2 separate regions of the Mus musculus genome follow, and region 1 is linked to region 2. Evidence: chromatin contacts called from public HiChIP or PLAC-seq data. All regions are on one chromosome and are shown on one strand. Each heading gives the region's core, a stretch centred on a gene start, on an enhancer-like site or on the middle of the called end of the contact. The rest is flanking DNA. Distances are from core to core; before and after follow the strand shown.

Region 1 (3,799 bases), core at 1,278-3,777, 1.9 Mb after region 2:
GAAACCTCGATTTACATTATTCAGATCAGATGGAAACAAGGTTGCAGATTTTTGTGCCCAACAGAGCTGGCTGAAGTATTTTACACGGAATGCTCAAGCTGTGCCCACTATAATGACTCCATGCTATTCCTACCTGGTCTGGGGTTGTTATTATTCATAAATGGCACAGAAAACTCCAAGGCTCATCTCCCCAGGGAGGAAGTGTTCTTTACCTTAGAACTCATGGTGTTTCCATATTTGAGTCTGTTGACAATAAAGCACTAACCTTCTGGTTTATCTACTTTCCACTTCTTCAGTTTCTTCCTCCTCCTATTCTCTCATGCATGTCATAAAGCATGCTCAGAGCTGGGGGGGGGGGTGGCTTATGCTTATCGTCCTTAGAAGGCCGAAATACAAGAGGTGCTGTGAGTCTGAGAAGGCTTGTGAGTTCAAGGCTGGCCTGCATTGCAATGGGGGGCTCTGTCTCAGCCTAACCAAACTAAAACTAAAGCAAGCTTATATTCATACATATAATTTTAACTGTACATTTTGCTATGTGTGTGCATGCACAGAGAAGCCAGAGGTCAATGACATAGGTCTTGCTCCATTACTCTCCACTTTATTTTTTGAGACAAGGTCATGCCCTAAGCCAAGAGCTTTGCAGTTTAGCTGAGTGGTTGGCTAGTGATCTCTGGAGCAACAGGGATCGGCCCGTCTCTGCAACTTTTTCTCACTGCCCAAGCTAGGCTTCCAGATGTGCATTCCTCCACTCCTGGGTTTTATGTGCATTCTGGGGACCCGAACTCAGGTCCTCACCCTTGTGCATCAAGCCCCGTTAACCACCAAGCCATCTTTCCAGCCACCCTATCGTACATCTAGCGTTAGGTTTTCCAAGAGAGACTTCTGTAAATAAAAACCTTCTTGCTGACTTAGATTCTAGGACAAAAAGGAGGGGAAAAAACCTAAAGCAAACAAGGAAGCTGAAGTGTCACCTTCTTCCTCAATTAGCCCCCGGGTGCACACACACCTCTGGATCTGGTGGAAAGTTGGACTAAGAGTAAATTCCAGAGCCTGTCAGACTTGTCTCTCCAGCTACTGGCAGTGCAGGACTGAGACCTCTCAGGTAACAGCTTGTCTTGGGGGAGAAGCACTTATGCCACAGACATAAGACTAGCCAGGCTCCAGGGTGGAGAGCAGGGCAGAACCCGTGCATGCAGCTGCGCTTCCAAAGCTCGAGAAACAGCGTTTCAGGGGAGCAGTGGGGCCGTGCCTGGGAGCACCTCCTCTTGGTGAGCGAGGGGCTGGAAAGTACACCCCTCTTGGAGGTGGGGAAACAGTTGAATGTTGTCTAGAGGGTGCCGAAAGGAGGCTCCCTGGCTTCGGTCAGCTCGTTAGTGAGAACTGTATCAGCATCACCTACACTCAACCATTTCTGGGCAAAACAACGATGCTTTTCTCATGAGCAGCACTCACCAAAAGGCAAGATTCTGCCCAAGGCCAGCGTTGTTGGGGGCGGAGCTAGAGAACACACGGTTTGGTATTTTAACCGTGTGATTTATGATGTCATGCTGTCTAGTTACATACAATCTAGAGTCAATTTTACAGACTGATTGGATGATGTGAACCAGTGCACCAGATTTTAAAACAAGCTTCCATTAATCCAAGCCAAGAATCACATTCTGTCAAATATCAAAATGAACTCTGACACATTTTTAACATGTCTCCAGATCTCAAATGTTTCCTGTGTCACCCATTATCATTAGCTTATTTTTAGTTTATAGATATTTAAAATTAGGATACTCCAAATGTGTGCTATCTGTATAAAGCGGTTTTGAGTTAAACAGGTTAGTCTACATTATTGCCCCGGTGGAATCATTGCTTTAATACTTAAAAGAATCGGGAAAATAACTCAATGGCACTCACATCAATTATGCCAGATTTATGACTTAAAAATTTTTAATTTTTATAGCAATTTTCCCTGTCACTCTTTACTAACATTGTTTATTCTTAGATTGCCAGTGGCTAAGTTCTTAGCAATTAGGTGGCCCCCAGGTGAATAGCCTGTTGGTGCATCGTTGATCATGAGAGACCAACTTTTCGATAGCCCCTACCTCAGTGCTCCCCGCGGGTGTCTGCTGGACCCAGAGCAGTAGCAGCAGGGTGAGCTGCCCTCCTGGAAGCCACAGCGCCATCCTCCTGTCTGTAGCACTTGGTAGACACGTTCTCTTAGATCTACTGGTCAGTGGGCAGCTTGGTGGTTTGTGTCAGCAACACTTCTTTATTCTGAAAGCCTCGTCCCAGAATACGCTCTAGAGTCCTCCTTTGGCATTTTCTTTTCCGGCTGTGTCTGAGGTTCTGCTCCTGCCGCAACTGTGACTTCTGTTGAATATCAACAACCTCAACAACCGACAGTTTCCTCCAAGGTAGAAGTCTAGCGCCTTTGCAGTGTTGAAGTCTCCGCGAAAGGGCCAGATGTGCGCGGCACAGAATGGTTTTCAGTGTAAAGAAGGCAAAAACCGTCTCTCTGTCTAGTCGGCATGCAGGGGAATGCCAAGGGTCTGTTCAGGGTCAGGCTGTGCAGTTCAGCCTTGCCTTTCCCAGATCGACAAGAAAAGGCATGCTCCAGGAGTACTCGGGCCAAGTCCCATTATCTGCAGCCCCAGGCTTTCCCTGTGAGCCACTGCAGTGGCACATGAAGCGCAGCTGGGGAGATGCGATCTTAAGGTGGACCTGTGTCAGGCTCATCTGGCAGTGCTGATAGCCCTGCCCTGGAATGATTGCCCTCCAGCAGCACAGGCTTTTAATGTTGTGTGTTCTTTGCTGCCTCTCCACGGTGTGTTTGAAACATCCCCGTTCAGAGACGGGGGCTGTTGGAGTCACAGCTTTGAATGTTTATTTCTTTTGAGAGCTTCAGGTTTTCTATCTATTGTAATCTGCAATGAGGCCCGCAGGCAGGAGTTAAGTCCGACTTTCCACTGTTAACCACATTTCCTGCTCAAGTCTGGCTGTCCTTCCACTACTCCCGACCTTTCAGAGTCTGCTGGCTCGCAGACGTTGTTTATGTTCCCTGCCTCTTATCTAACTGTGACAAGAACCAAATTCCGTTCTTGGGAATTGTGGTCCTGCTTTCTTTTTACCACGTTAAATATTGGTCTGTCTGAAGTTTCCCAAGTCATAGAAGCATAAAAGAAGGAACGCTAATTATTCAAAATGATTGCTTGGAGAAAGCCACTATTTTGATTTACATTTTGGCTTTATACCCACAACACACACACACACACACACACACACACACACACACACACACAGAGCAGAAGTGAAATCACAAGACTTTGTATACTGTTTGTTTCCCATTAATGTTTTATTTATTTATTTGTTTGTTTCTCACAAGTGTGTGTGTGTGTGTGTGTGCTTGTGTGTGTGTTCAACTTGAGTGTCTTCCTACCCCTCACTCTCCACCTTAGTTTTTGATCCGGGCTTTCAGTGAACCTGGAGCTCACAGATTTGGTAGTGGATTGAGAAGCCCCGTGTCTGCGTCCCCATACTAGGACTGCAGGCGCGTGCTGCGTTTGTTCTGTTGTTGCTCTGCCTGATGAGTTCCTGTGAGCTGCATGGCCAGTGCCTTCCCAGCAGAGCCGTCTTTCCAGCCCTAATGATTAATTTTTCAAGGGTTTTTTTCAAGATAGTGTCTCATATATCCGAGGCTGGTTTTGAACTCAATATGGAACTGAGGCTGACACTCAATCTTTGATCCTCTGTCTCTATCTCCTGGGTACTGGAATAGCAGGGGTAAGCCATCATAACCTGTTTCTATGGTACT
Region 2 (4,045 bases), core at 1,237-3,736:
TGCAGGAGGACCAAGAGTCAGAAAGTCAATCCAAGTTGGGAAAACACCTCTGTTACTGCACAAACCTCATTTTCCTTTCATAGCTTTTTTTTTTTTAATACGAATTTTGAGAGATTGCATTTTAGGAATGGTGGACCGGGAAGAGGTGGATGCTCTCTGCGCCAGGCACGTCCACAGGAACGCATCCCCCCCGCCCAAGTCACTGTGCCCTCCATCCTCCGAACGCCTGTGTCAAGCCTCCACATACAATCTGGTGGTTCAAATGGTCCTTTTCCCGGAACCTGGACTCCTGCGCCCGCCGCGAACGTCCCTTTGCGGGTTTGCGGCCGCCGGCGTCAGCTACCCGCTACCCCACTACCCTGGTCACGGCCCGGTAGTCTCCCCAACTGTCCCGCAGCCCCGATCCCGCCCGCTCACTGTGGCAACTGCTGGTCGGGCTGGCTGGCGCCTCAAGACCAAAAGTCTTTAATGTCGCCGGCTACTTGCAAGTCCCGCACTGCCAGGGTGGCTGCGCGCAGTTCCCGCGCCCCGGGCGCCCGCAGGCCGCAAAAAAGCGGCCGCGCCTCTATCCGCGCAGCCGGGCTGGGTTACTTCTTAGAAACCTTTCTTCCTCACCATCGATCCTCCAGACGAAGAAAATCACTATGGAAGGCCCACGACCCTTCCCAGAGGACACCCCGCCGCTCACTGAGTTCTGGGGGACTTGCCCGAAGGGACCAATTTCCCGGAGTTCGTGGACCCTCCAGGGCAGCAGCCCGCTCCCACCCCTACCGCAGGGCTCCAATGATCCGCAGCCCCGCGGATTTCGAAAGCCTTCCCGGCTCGCTGGCGGCTAAGCGACCGTCACCAATGCGCGCCTAACTGTGGAGAACCACTGCCGCTTTCGGTGATCAGCCCTGCCCTTCACCCTGCTTGCAAAGTGCCCCCCACCTTTGCATCCTTGGCTGTCCAGAACCGCAGACCTGGGCAAGGAAGAACTGGGGGAAATAAGGATTTGGGGAGGGGGCTGTGATGGGTTAGATTGGGGGACTATGGACATTCACTAGTGGGAGGGAGCAAGCAGTCGGCCTTTCAAGCCACTGTGTGCCCACCACCCTGGCTGCACTGAGCGACCTTTCCTGGGAGCCAGAGAATTGCCTTCGCCATTACACCATCATCACCAGAAAACACGATTGCTCGTCTAGCGCTTTGAACTAAAAGGTGTTTTGTTTAGAAGTCCACTTAGGATCCCTGATCTGTTTTTCAGAGCATGGATTCTTTTTCATTTGCCATCTTTCACCTGAGCCACACCCTACTCCTGCCCCCCCCTTTCCTGGCTTTAAAAAATAATAAAATTAAAGCAAAAAAGAAACCTTGCAAACGACACTGAGGGGTAAAAAGGCCATGGATCCTACTTAGAAACCTATGGGGTCGTCTCCCTGATTTCACTCGCGTGGGGTTGTAATAGGGTGGGGTCAGCCACAGGCGGATCCCGGAGAACCGAAAGTGCACTTATTTCCACGTACACTCAAGTCTCAAGTCCCTCGGGCCTCCATCCAAGTCACAGACTTATCATGCATAAGGACTCAGCAGAGGTAGGAACCAGAAATTAGGAAATCTTAAAAAATAAAACAAAAGAAAAACCCCTTATCCATGCTTTGGGCGCGAAACCTCGACGCGCCTCTAAAAGGAACGTTAAGAAAAAGGCCGGGAGAAGGGCGCGCGGTTCGGGCGCCGGCCGGGGGATTGCATCATTTGCGGCTCCCCCTCCAGAACCCGGACTGAGAACCGCAGCCACCATCATGGCGCTCGGGTCGGGACGCGGGAAGCGCGTCCAGGCCGCGGCCAGCGAGCTTAGAAGCGTTTGCAAACTTGTTACTTGGCGGCGGAGCGCCGGTCTCTGGCCCCCTCCTTCCCTTTGTGTGCGTGTGCATGTGCGTGCGTACGTGTGTTTGCGTGTGCGCGTGTGTGATGTGTGCATATAAAGCGAGAAGTTGAAGTTTCTCCCTCTGGCCTTCCCCAAACCCCCCCTCCCTCGTCCCGAGCTGGTGGTTGTAAACTTGATTGGCATTGGCTGCGCCCACTGACCCCTGCACCGAGTCCACTGAAGATTTAAGGTGGATCTGCGAGGCTGCAGCTGCAGGCGGAGCCTCGCGCTTAACTGAGTTTTGGAAGAAAAAAAAAAAAAGCCTAAACCGTGCGCCTGCTGCGTTTTACGAATCCTTCGGTCCACAGGTCCGCGGGTCCCCGCCCAGCCCGCCGCGCTTCCCCCGCCCACCTTCCCCTGCTTCCCCATTGGCTCGCGCCTGCAGTTTGAATTTTTTTTTTTTTTTTTTTGGATGCTTGTTTTCTTGTTAAAAAAAAAAAATTACCGTACGGTAGATCATGTGATGAGACTTAGTTGGGGAGTCTGAGGTGGGGTGTTTTAGCTGGTTTGATTGCAGGTAGTAGGGAGTAGGATGGGTGGAGCTTTCTGTTCCAAAAGTTGCCCCCCCCCCGCCCCGCCCGCAAGTGCCGTTGACAGAATGCAGGCGGGAAGCTTCAGTTTGGGTAGAGATGTAGCATCAAACATTCACGGATGTCCAGGGAGCACGGGCACACAGGCTGCTGGCCAGAGGTACTAGGAAGGTACAGGCGGGAGTTCGACGAGGACGCACCTTCCCCTGTCTTGGAAAGGTAGACTTGGGGAGGGCGGGAGCGGGTAGTTATCCTAGAAATGAATATTACCCGTCATAGGAATAAACCAACCAAATACAAGGTGTGGCTATAGACTCTATATAGAGCAAAAGAGGTGTTATTTCTGGGGTTAGAGTGTCAAAATCCATCAGGACAAAGGCAGTCGGTGTCATTTTCTTCCTTTTTAACCTTAAAGGGGGGGGGGAACCTGTCTGTTTTCCAGGTTTGGTTCCCCACCCCCCCTTGTGAGGATGAGAAGGGGACATAAAGTCCCCTTTTGATTTCTGGGTCAGGAAACTCATTGGAAAGAGTTTGTTAAGATCTAGGAGGATTCAATTAGTAGAACAGGTCTAATACAAGTGATGGCTTTTATTAATTAGGATCCAACTATGTTTTTCTTTGCAGTGAAGCTTTTAAAACGTCATAATAATTAAACAGTAGTCCTAGATCAGTCTTTCTCTTTATCAGGGACATCTCATATGTATACCTTTCTTTGCCTTTGCCTTTTTTTTTTCTTCCCTTTTTCTTTCCTTAAAATAATTTCTCCTGATATCTCCTTTCAGTCTGTTTTAGCCAGAAGCCCAGCCTTAGCCTCCATTGGCCCCTGAACCAGTATGCCATGTTCTTAGTTTTTTAGCTGTCTAGTTCTGACCTTACCTCTCCCAGTCCACTAAGCTCCTTGACCCCGTCCATAAACCAACATGTTTGAGCTGCTCTCCAGGCTGTATTCATGGACTCTGTTAGAGGCTCAGTGCTTACCTCTGCCTTTCAGAGGACACATCCGATCAGAATGAGCAGTCCATGAGGAAAACCACATCCCTGGAAGGAGGAAGCTAGTCTCAGAAACAGGTCTTCATCTTGAGTGTGAGCCAAGCAGGGATTTGGATGGTCCCCGGACAGGGGTGTCATAGATAAAGATTCAGATAGCACGTGACTGTGAAAACAGGCTTGGAAACTTGGGCTTGGCATGGTGGAGCACACCTGTAATCTGAGCACTTGGGAGCTGGAGGCAGGAGGATCAGGAGTTCAAGGCCTGCTTAGGATACTGAGAGACTTTGCAGTCAGCCTGGGCTGCATATAACCCTCCCTACCTCGAATATACCAACAAGCGTACAAACAAAGGAGGTCATAAATAAAACCCCACTGGACATGGTGGTGTACAGCTTTAATCCCAGTACTCGTGAGGCAGAGGCAGATGGATCTCTATGAGTCCCAGGTCAAAAATAAATGCATTACTACTAATAATGGCTCCCCTCCCTCTTTCTCCCTCCCTCTACTTCTTGCTGGTCTTGAACTTGATGTGTCTGACGTAATCTCTTAACCAGATGGGACTGTAGGCACGTGCTACTGTATCCACCCTAACTTTTCATACTAAAGTGAAGCCTTTACA

Evidence for each region. HiChIP or PLAC-seq counts read pairs in DNA pulled down with a chosen protein or histone mark.
Region 1: a contact with region 2 is called in an H3K27ac HiChIP or PLAC-seq map of regulatory T cell precursor, with 10 times the contacts expected there. The contact joins the promoter of Art4 here to the promoter of Lockd in region 2. A contact is called at or near these places in 2 of 39 promoter capture datasets (liver and pre-B cells) and 3 of 115 datasets of contacts at active chromatin or transcription factors (large pre-B cells, regulatory T cell precursor and thymic regulatory T cells).

What each region holds. Positions count from the first base shown.
Region 1 is chr6:136,855,073-136,858,871 of GRCm38.p6, forward strand. It overlaps Art4 (ADP-ribosyltransferase 4), which reads right to left and starts at 2,528. Exons shown (of 3, transcript NM_026639.2): 1 at 2,091-2,528. The coding sequence starts at 2,171.
Region 2 is chr6:134,926,606-134,930,650 of GRCm38.p6, forward strand. It overlaps Lockd (lncRNA downstream of Cdkn1b), which reads left to right and starts at 2,487. Exons shown (of 2, transcript NR_037956.1): 1 at 2,487-2,680.